2 separate regions of the Gossypium hirsutum genome follow, and region 2 is linked to region 1. The links are chromatin contacts, called in public Hi-C maps. All regions are on one chromosome and are shown on one strand. Each heading gives the region's core, a stretch centred on a gene start, on an enhancer-like site or on the middle of the called end of the contact. The rest is flanking DNA. Distances are from core to core; before and after follow the strand shown.

Region 1 (3,884 bases), core at 649-3,148:
CAAATAAACCTCGATGATACAATGAAACCTAATGACTATCTACGTTTTACATTGACGAAAATAGTCTACTGAGTATCGAGCGGAGCAGAGCAATGATATCAATTTCTACAAAGAATTTCTACAATAATTCTTTATAGAATAATCTAGAAATATAAAAAATGGTGGGAGAATAGAAAGAAACATTTGATGTATTTTCTGGTGTGTCAGACAAATGAAATTTGGCTCTTACTTATAGTAGTTCTGATGTCTCTTCATATGAACACAACTATCTAAATGGATAGATGATTCATTGTTAATAATAAAGTGATATAATTTTTGAATTTAAAAGACATAATTCACCACTATAAAATGTGATAACTCTTGGTTAATAACCAAATAATATAACTTTTGATTGATTATAATTTTTCATATGCAACAATTGGAACATATTCCAACAAAAATCAAATCTATTTTAATAGTAATGGTGGGCATAAGTTTGTATGAATACATTCGACCCTCATTGGCACCTTGAAATATGAGGAACACAACATCGTGCTGTTATGGAAGGAAGTTGAAATTGGCTTTTTTGTATTAGCACACCAGTTGTTACGAGAAGGCGACAGTTCCCCGTGCAAAGGCATTCGCTCATCGTTCCGAGTCCACAATGATAATAAACCATATGACATTTCTGAAGCCTGTCAAAGAAAACAGTATATATATATATTTGTGCGGATAAGATTTAGGCGAGACCTCCCCCAGGCCCAGGTGATGGCGTTTTATACTGTCCAGGTGAGGTGTTTTCATCTTCAAGTCAACCTAGATTGGAGCATACTCTCAGTTGCTTCCAGGTAAGACAAATTTGGAGTCAACCCATACTCCTCACATTAATTAGTAGAATAAAATTGTTGAAAAATGAAAAATAAAACAATATAAATGTTTTATACGGGTAGGAGGAGTTTGAAGGTAAGTAGGATGTGTTTGGAGGTGTTCAAATAATCCCAGCATTATGGTTGATTCTGACTCGATTGTGAATAGAGCATGGGTTCTGGGAGAAGTTTTTAAAGCTATTGATCATTTGGTGGTTGGTATAAAGACTGTCCTTTGTAGATCAACAATTCATTAAATGTTAATATATCAAACATTTAAAAAATAAAAAACTTTTATATATCAAACATAGGTTCATTAAATTGTTGAAATAAACCATCTCGCAAACTCACTAATGGGATAGACATATATTTACAATAAATCTAATATTTTTGAAAATTTAATATGTAACGATTAATATATGTAGAATCAAATTCGTGCACAGTCAAAAAAAAATAATTGGTAAATAATTAAGTTGCTTCCTTTACACGACGTGGAACTTTCCCAAGCCCTCTCCACTTTTCTACCAGTAAAGTGGCTCCTAAATCGTTTTCACATTTCCCTGATTTTCTAAAGGGTTTTATTACTATATTGGCTCCTAATTTATATCAAAATTTCTAAAGTGATCCTAAACTATTTATTTTTATCAAAAGTAAATTATCAATTTTATCTAAAAAGTGTTTGACCTCTTACAATAATATGCCACATGTTGGTATTAATTTTAAGGCTGAACTACAAAATTACCCCCAAAATTATGTTGCTTTTTCACTTAGGTACTTAAATTTTTTTTTTGTTAAAAGTGATATCTAAACTATAAACTGAATTTCATTTTACCCAAAAAGTATATGACATTCAACAAGAATATTTCATTTATCATGTTCTTATTGGTTTATATATACGAAATCGATAAAAAAACTTTAAATACTTAAGTAAAAGGGATCAATCTGAAAATTTTATTATAATTTAGGGGTCAATTTTATGAATAAAACATTTCCTAAAGTCTCACTCAGCTCCACATATACACATAAATAATATACTTAAAAATAAAAATCCCAGTAAGACAGTCAAAAGGAAGCAAAAGAGAAAAAAAAAAAGAAAAAAAAAGAAAAAGAAAAAACCTCTTCTCAGCTTTCGTCTCTATCGTTCTTTGCTTATCTCAACAATCAAACAAAAATCAACTCCAAAAGAGAAAAAAAAAATCAAATCAAATCGCTTGATCTTTTCGTGTTCAAGTTTCTAGTCATGGCGGATCGCGCGTCCTACAGTTTGGCTCCTCGATTAGGTTAGCTTTCTGCCGGTCTCTTTCACCTACTTTTTAGAAAAGAAATATTTATATACAATATATTTGTTTAGATTTCCGTACCTTTTCCACGCGTTTTTAGTCTCAAATTTGCGCGTAGTTCTGTAATTCTCATTAGTGTTAATTTTACATTGATCCGTTTTAGGATTGTGTTTGTTTTATGGGGGTTTAAGCCTAGGGATGATAATTGAATTCTATTTACTGAGAAAAATGGAGTTTGAGTATAGAGATATAACTTAATTTGATTACTGAGACTGGGAGGGAGGAATTGTTAATTGTTAGCTTTGAAGAACTTATTATCATATCGGGAAATAGATGATTTAGGGTTTGATTGTCCAGTGATAGAATTAACGATGATTTGAGCTTTCTTCTGCTTGCATTGAAGAGTAGAATGCATTTTCATATTGATAACTTTGGTTTTGAAGTAAGAACACTTTGTATAACTTTACAAAGCTTTAAAGAGATATGGTAGTTTAGATTTCCATACTATATCAATGCTTTTTTAATCTCAAATTTGTGCGTAATTCCTTTATTGTCATTAGTGTTAATTTTATATTGATCCGCTTTAGGATTGTGTTTGTTTTAGTGGATGATTTACAACTGAAGTCTAGATATATAACTTAATTTGATTACTGAGATTGGGTGCAAGAAATTGTTAAATTGTTAGCATTGAAGGACTTAATATCATATGGGAAAATCGACGATTTAGTGTTTGATTGTCAGATGATAGAATTAATGATGATTTAAGCTTTCTTCTGCTTGCATTGAAGAGTAGAATGTATTTTCAAATCAATTAACTTTGGTTTTGAAGTAAGAGCACATTTTATAACTTTAGAAAGCTTTGAAGAGATAATGCTAAAAAACTCTTATCAAATAGGCTTAATGAATTAGAGATTATGCCTGGGTTCTGGATTGTTTCTGGTAATTTATATCAATTAATACAGCAATTCATGCCTTGATAATCTGCTGTAAACACAGGAAGGTAAGCTTGTGACCTTAGGTTATGCAGACAGAAGCATTTGCATTATGAACAGTTTGCAGTTTTATCTCTCTTTAAGCACTTGGAATGCTCCAATGTAAAATTAACAGTTGGATAACAAATAAAATTTTGCTTGGTTTGAGTTAGAGCATCTTTCATTATCCAACTTTCTTGAGTTTTTGAGAGTGGAATATAGGTAAGGAATGTTATTTAATGATAATACAGATGAAGCTTTTTGCTAAAATAGGTCTCTCTGTCTCTTGGAATACAAATGAAGATTTTTGCTAAAATAGGTCTGTCTCTTGGACAGGTGTGAACTCTTAATATGGATTAAGTTTTTCATGGTTTATTTCTCCATGTCATGTGTTTGCTTGTGCCAATGAATCTTTTACTAATTATATTTTGTTTCCTGATTTGTAGATATTGAACAGATTTTACTAGAAGCGCAACATAGATGGTTAAGACCTGCTGAAATTTGTGAAATTCTTTGTAATTATCAGAAGTTCCATATTACGTCAGAGCCTCCTACTAGACCTCCAAGTATGAACATTAATGTTTATTGTGGATAATCATAATTATATTATGATTACTAAGTGCTTGGTAAAAGCATACAAGAATAATAATTTCAGAAGTATATTAATGTTGTTCTGTTGTCAGCTTTGGTTGTTGCTTGCCTTTTTTCCTTTTATTTTTTTATAGATATATATTTTTGCTTTCTTATACTTTACAGTCCTAAAAACCTTCTTTTGTTTAATCATGAAA
Region 2 (3,884 bases), core at 1,020-3,519, 160 kb before region 1:
AAAATTTTCAGTCACCACGGGGACTGCTGCTGGTAGATCTGTTCTAAAACAGCCGATATGCATTAGAACTTAAAAACTTATATTCTCTCTTTTCTTAAATAGAAATATAATACTAAAACATAGATAATAGTCCATTGTTTCCAGTTTCTTATCTTCTCTTACCAAGTTAAATGGCACTGAGGATTAACAGATACACACTCATGAGGCATAGAAGACTATTTTAGAATTCTTTGATATCTCCAACTTTCCTTAAAAACTAAGCTACATAGCCTATTGGTGGAATATGTTTGGCAAAAAGCTCATTATCTTTGCCTAGAAGAACTTCACACTATTTGATCATGTGCCTCAACTATAGTTGTATTAGGAAGCACAAAAAACTTCCCTTCGAATATTAAAAATCATGTCTTCACTTTCTTTTTAATACTTTATATCTTTCAATTGTTCCTATCTAGCAAATTGACAACCTTGTAACACATCATTCTACGGTACATAAATAATTTCTATTAAAGGCAAGTCATGCTTCAAAACCAAGAAATGCAAATGCAAACAAGAAGGGCTAAAGAATTATATTTCAAATACCTTTGGTGCTCCTATACCATCTGGCTTGGATTCTATCACATCACCGTTAGTATTGATTCTTTTCTTAATTATATCATGTTTCTGCACATAGACATTGCAAGTTCACGAATGGAAGCAGTTAAAATAAATCAAAATAAACAGTTAAAACAGTGAGCAATAATCATCTGAGCATCTGCTGCACTGCACATACTATGTCAAGATGTTGCTCGCCACTGATATCCATAGCATCAACACTGAGTATCGAACAGGGAATTGCAGGAAAAGTGACATCAAACTGCCAGTCCAAACAGAAATGGGGTGTAAACAAAGCATCAACTATTGTTTTACTAATACATTTAAACCACGAAAACAAACAAACATGAAAAATTTTCAACATAAAAGGCTCTAACATTTGCTTTGAGCATTCCGCATCAGTAGTAGATCAAGTAGAAAGTTTTAAAAAATATTATGATAACGCACACACAAGACATAAACTTGAAACAACGTATAGAACTAACTTTTAGAAGTCAACAAATTCGAAATATGAACCCAGGAAAGTCGTTTAACAACAAGTGGGAAGAGAGATGGTTACATTTATGCGTAAGGTTTCCCCTCTTGAAGTATCCACCAATAGCTTCGTCTCCGTAGCGGTGTGCAGGTACAATCCTGCAAAAGAAAAAAGCAGTCCACATAATCACAATACTCATGATAGAAGAATTAAACATCACCAGGCCCCAACAACAAAGTTATAATTTTGTATTAAAAACATATAATGAGGATTTCATTCTAGTCTAAGTTGCTTAACTTCCAGTTAATTGCTTATAAAATTAACACCTTAAGTGAAAGACCAAATATAAAAGGCAATTAATGTAGCTTCTAAAATACCTGTATCTACATTTGTACAAAAACTTTTATACTCACTTACTCAAAGATCTTACCTTTCAATTGAACACACACACACGCACAAAAAAAAAAACCCAAATTTGTAAAGTTATATATACATACAAAAATTAAAACGACCCGAATTTGCATATGCAAAAATAAGATCAACCTCAAATTTGCATATATAAATATAAGAACAACCCAAAATTGTAATGTTCATTTTCATAAAGAAAATCAAAAGAAATAGAACAAAAGATTGACTTACTGAATTCGGAAAAGACGAGTAAGAGTATGGCAAGAGAAGAGACAAGGGTGATAATGCCACCGGAAAGTGAACGGGTGAAGAAATCTTCATTGACTTTCGGGTAGGCGTCTAAATTCCGTAGCTTGCTTAAGACGGTGTTCTTCATGGCTAACCCCTTTTTCTCCGGCGTCGGAAAAAAAACACTAAACAGAAACCAAAAAACAAAGATCCCCAAGCTTTGAAACCCTCTAAAGAAAGAAAAAAATTTGGTCTAAATTATATGTTTGCTTGTGTTTTTATAAGAAAATAACTAAATAAATTACTATGTACAGAAAGAAAAAGATGCTAATCCAATTAAAGGTTGGGTTTTATTTTTATTTTTATTTTGAAGACGGCGGCGCTTACGAGAAAGCCAGAAGGAGAGAGAGTGAGAGAGAGGCCGTCGTCAAAGGCTACCCTCTGGTACTAGTTTCAGTGAATTTACATAAATGGGCATCAATCATGGAGTGCAATCAAATGGGTCAAAAGTCCAATTTGATGTGTTAAAATGTCGAACCGCATTCATATTTGGGAATTGTTCTTTCCTTCTTCCCGGAGATTTATTCTTTTTTACTAATTTCCACTAAAGGTAATTTTTAATTTTAGTCCCTTTATTATATTAAAATTTTAATTTAATCCATAAAGTTAACACTATTAACTATTTTAATATTTACACCAGCAAGGGGGCTGGCAGGGGGCGGTACCCTAAAATGAAAACCTTTTCATTTAAATCTTTTAAAATTTTTAAAATTTTAAATTAATAAAGGTAAAATTATAATTTAACCCCCTAATAATAATAATAAATTGATTTAATCTTTTAAAAATTATAAAGATATAGATTATTATAATGATGAAATTTTATTTTTACTATTGTAAAAATTATAAATTAATTTCAGCCCGCTAAAAAGTTTTCTAGTTCGTCGCTGTACATCAGCATTTTAATCAAAATGGTCTTTCAACTAACTAATGACATTATAAAAAATATCACTAATTAATGATATTATAAAAGTAAAAAACTAAATTATATCAAATCAAAGTATCAAGAATAAATCTCAAATTTGAGCTAAAACCTGTTTAAAGTCTGAACTACCTCTACTTAAGCTTGAAATCTTGTCGATGATTTCGACAAAAATGTTAAGCCCCCAAGAAAAAGAGAGAAACTAAGTACATTTAAGATAAGAGTTGGACTTAGGCTTTAACAAATAAATTAAAATTTTAACAACATATAATATAATAATGTAAGCATTAAAAAAATATGAACATGTTTTAGTAAAATTTGAGATATATATTTTTAGTTAAATCCAGTTTAAATAAGTATAAAATATGTTAATACGATAGGAGAAACCTACCATTAACAACTAATTTGAGCATAGTAAACTAACAAAATCATAACTAACCATAAATAAATAGATAAAATAAAACAATTTACTTTTTGTCCATAATAGCCTTGGAAATTTGTAACTTTTTTCCAATTTTAATCCCACATTATCACATAGATTAAAATTAGGAAAAGTTGTCAAATTTTAAAAGTAATGTGAATAAGAAAAATTCAAGGAGTAAGTTGAGAAAAATCACCAAATTTAGGACTAAATATCTATTTATCCCACTAAAATTCCTGAGAGAAAAGAAAACATCCACACCTTTCCTAATCGGGTTTTGTTGGCAGAATGAAGAACACTGATTTTCTGTGTTTATATTTCTCAAACAAAAGCGTTTGTGAAAATTCTTGTGACAAAAGAAAGAAAGGAATTTGTCCTGTTTATATAAATGTACTGCTTTATGGCATTGTTTCACAATTTAGGAAAAGATTATTGTCCCAACTTGTAATTTGTTAGTAGTCTTGGTTTTTTGTTCCTTGTTTAATTTATTGCACTTCTTTTACACGTTTTCCAACTTTTTCCTTCATACAAAATATAGTTTCATTAACGCTTTTTTTTTGTTATTTTTTTGTTGTTGATGCGTTGTAGAATTTATCATGGGTGGAGCGACTCAAGGCTAGTTAAAAAGGTGAAATGATTTAAGTAAAAATATAAGTTTAAAAAACGGTTTAGATAAAGAGTAAGACCCATTTTCTAAACGGGCTGGATCTTAAGTAATAATTTTTTTGTCTGGGCTTGACTTGAATTTGACTACAATTTTTTCCATATTATTTTTTGTTATT

Evidence for each region. Hi-C and Micro-C count contacts between places; a contact is called where the count stands out from the background.
Region 2: a Hi-C map of seedling shows a contact between it and region 1, with 2.7 times the contacts expected there. The contact joins the promoter of LOC107920663 here to the promoter of LOC107919847 in region 1. A contact is called at or near these places in 2 of 34 Hi-C or Micro-C datasets (leaf and seedling).

What each region holds. Positions count from the first base shown.
Region 1 is chrD13:7,407,625-7,411,508 of Gossypium_hirsutum_v2.1, reverse strand. LOC107919847 (calmodulin-binding transcription activator 2) reads left to right here and starts at 1,898. Exons shown (of 12, transcript XM_041110157.1): 1 at 1,898-2,125. The coding sequence starts at 2,086.
Region 2 is chrD13:7,564,546-7,568,429 of Gossypium_hirsutum_v2.1, reverse strand. LOC107920663 (endoplasmic reticulum-Golgi intermediate compartment protein 3) reads right to left here and starts at 2,269. Exons shown (of 14, transcript XM_016850476.2): 1 at 2,090-2,269; 2 at 1,706-1,887; 3 at 1,151-1,224; 4 at 770-853; 5 at 580-660. The coding sequence starts at 1,850.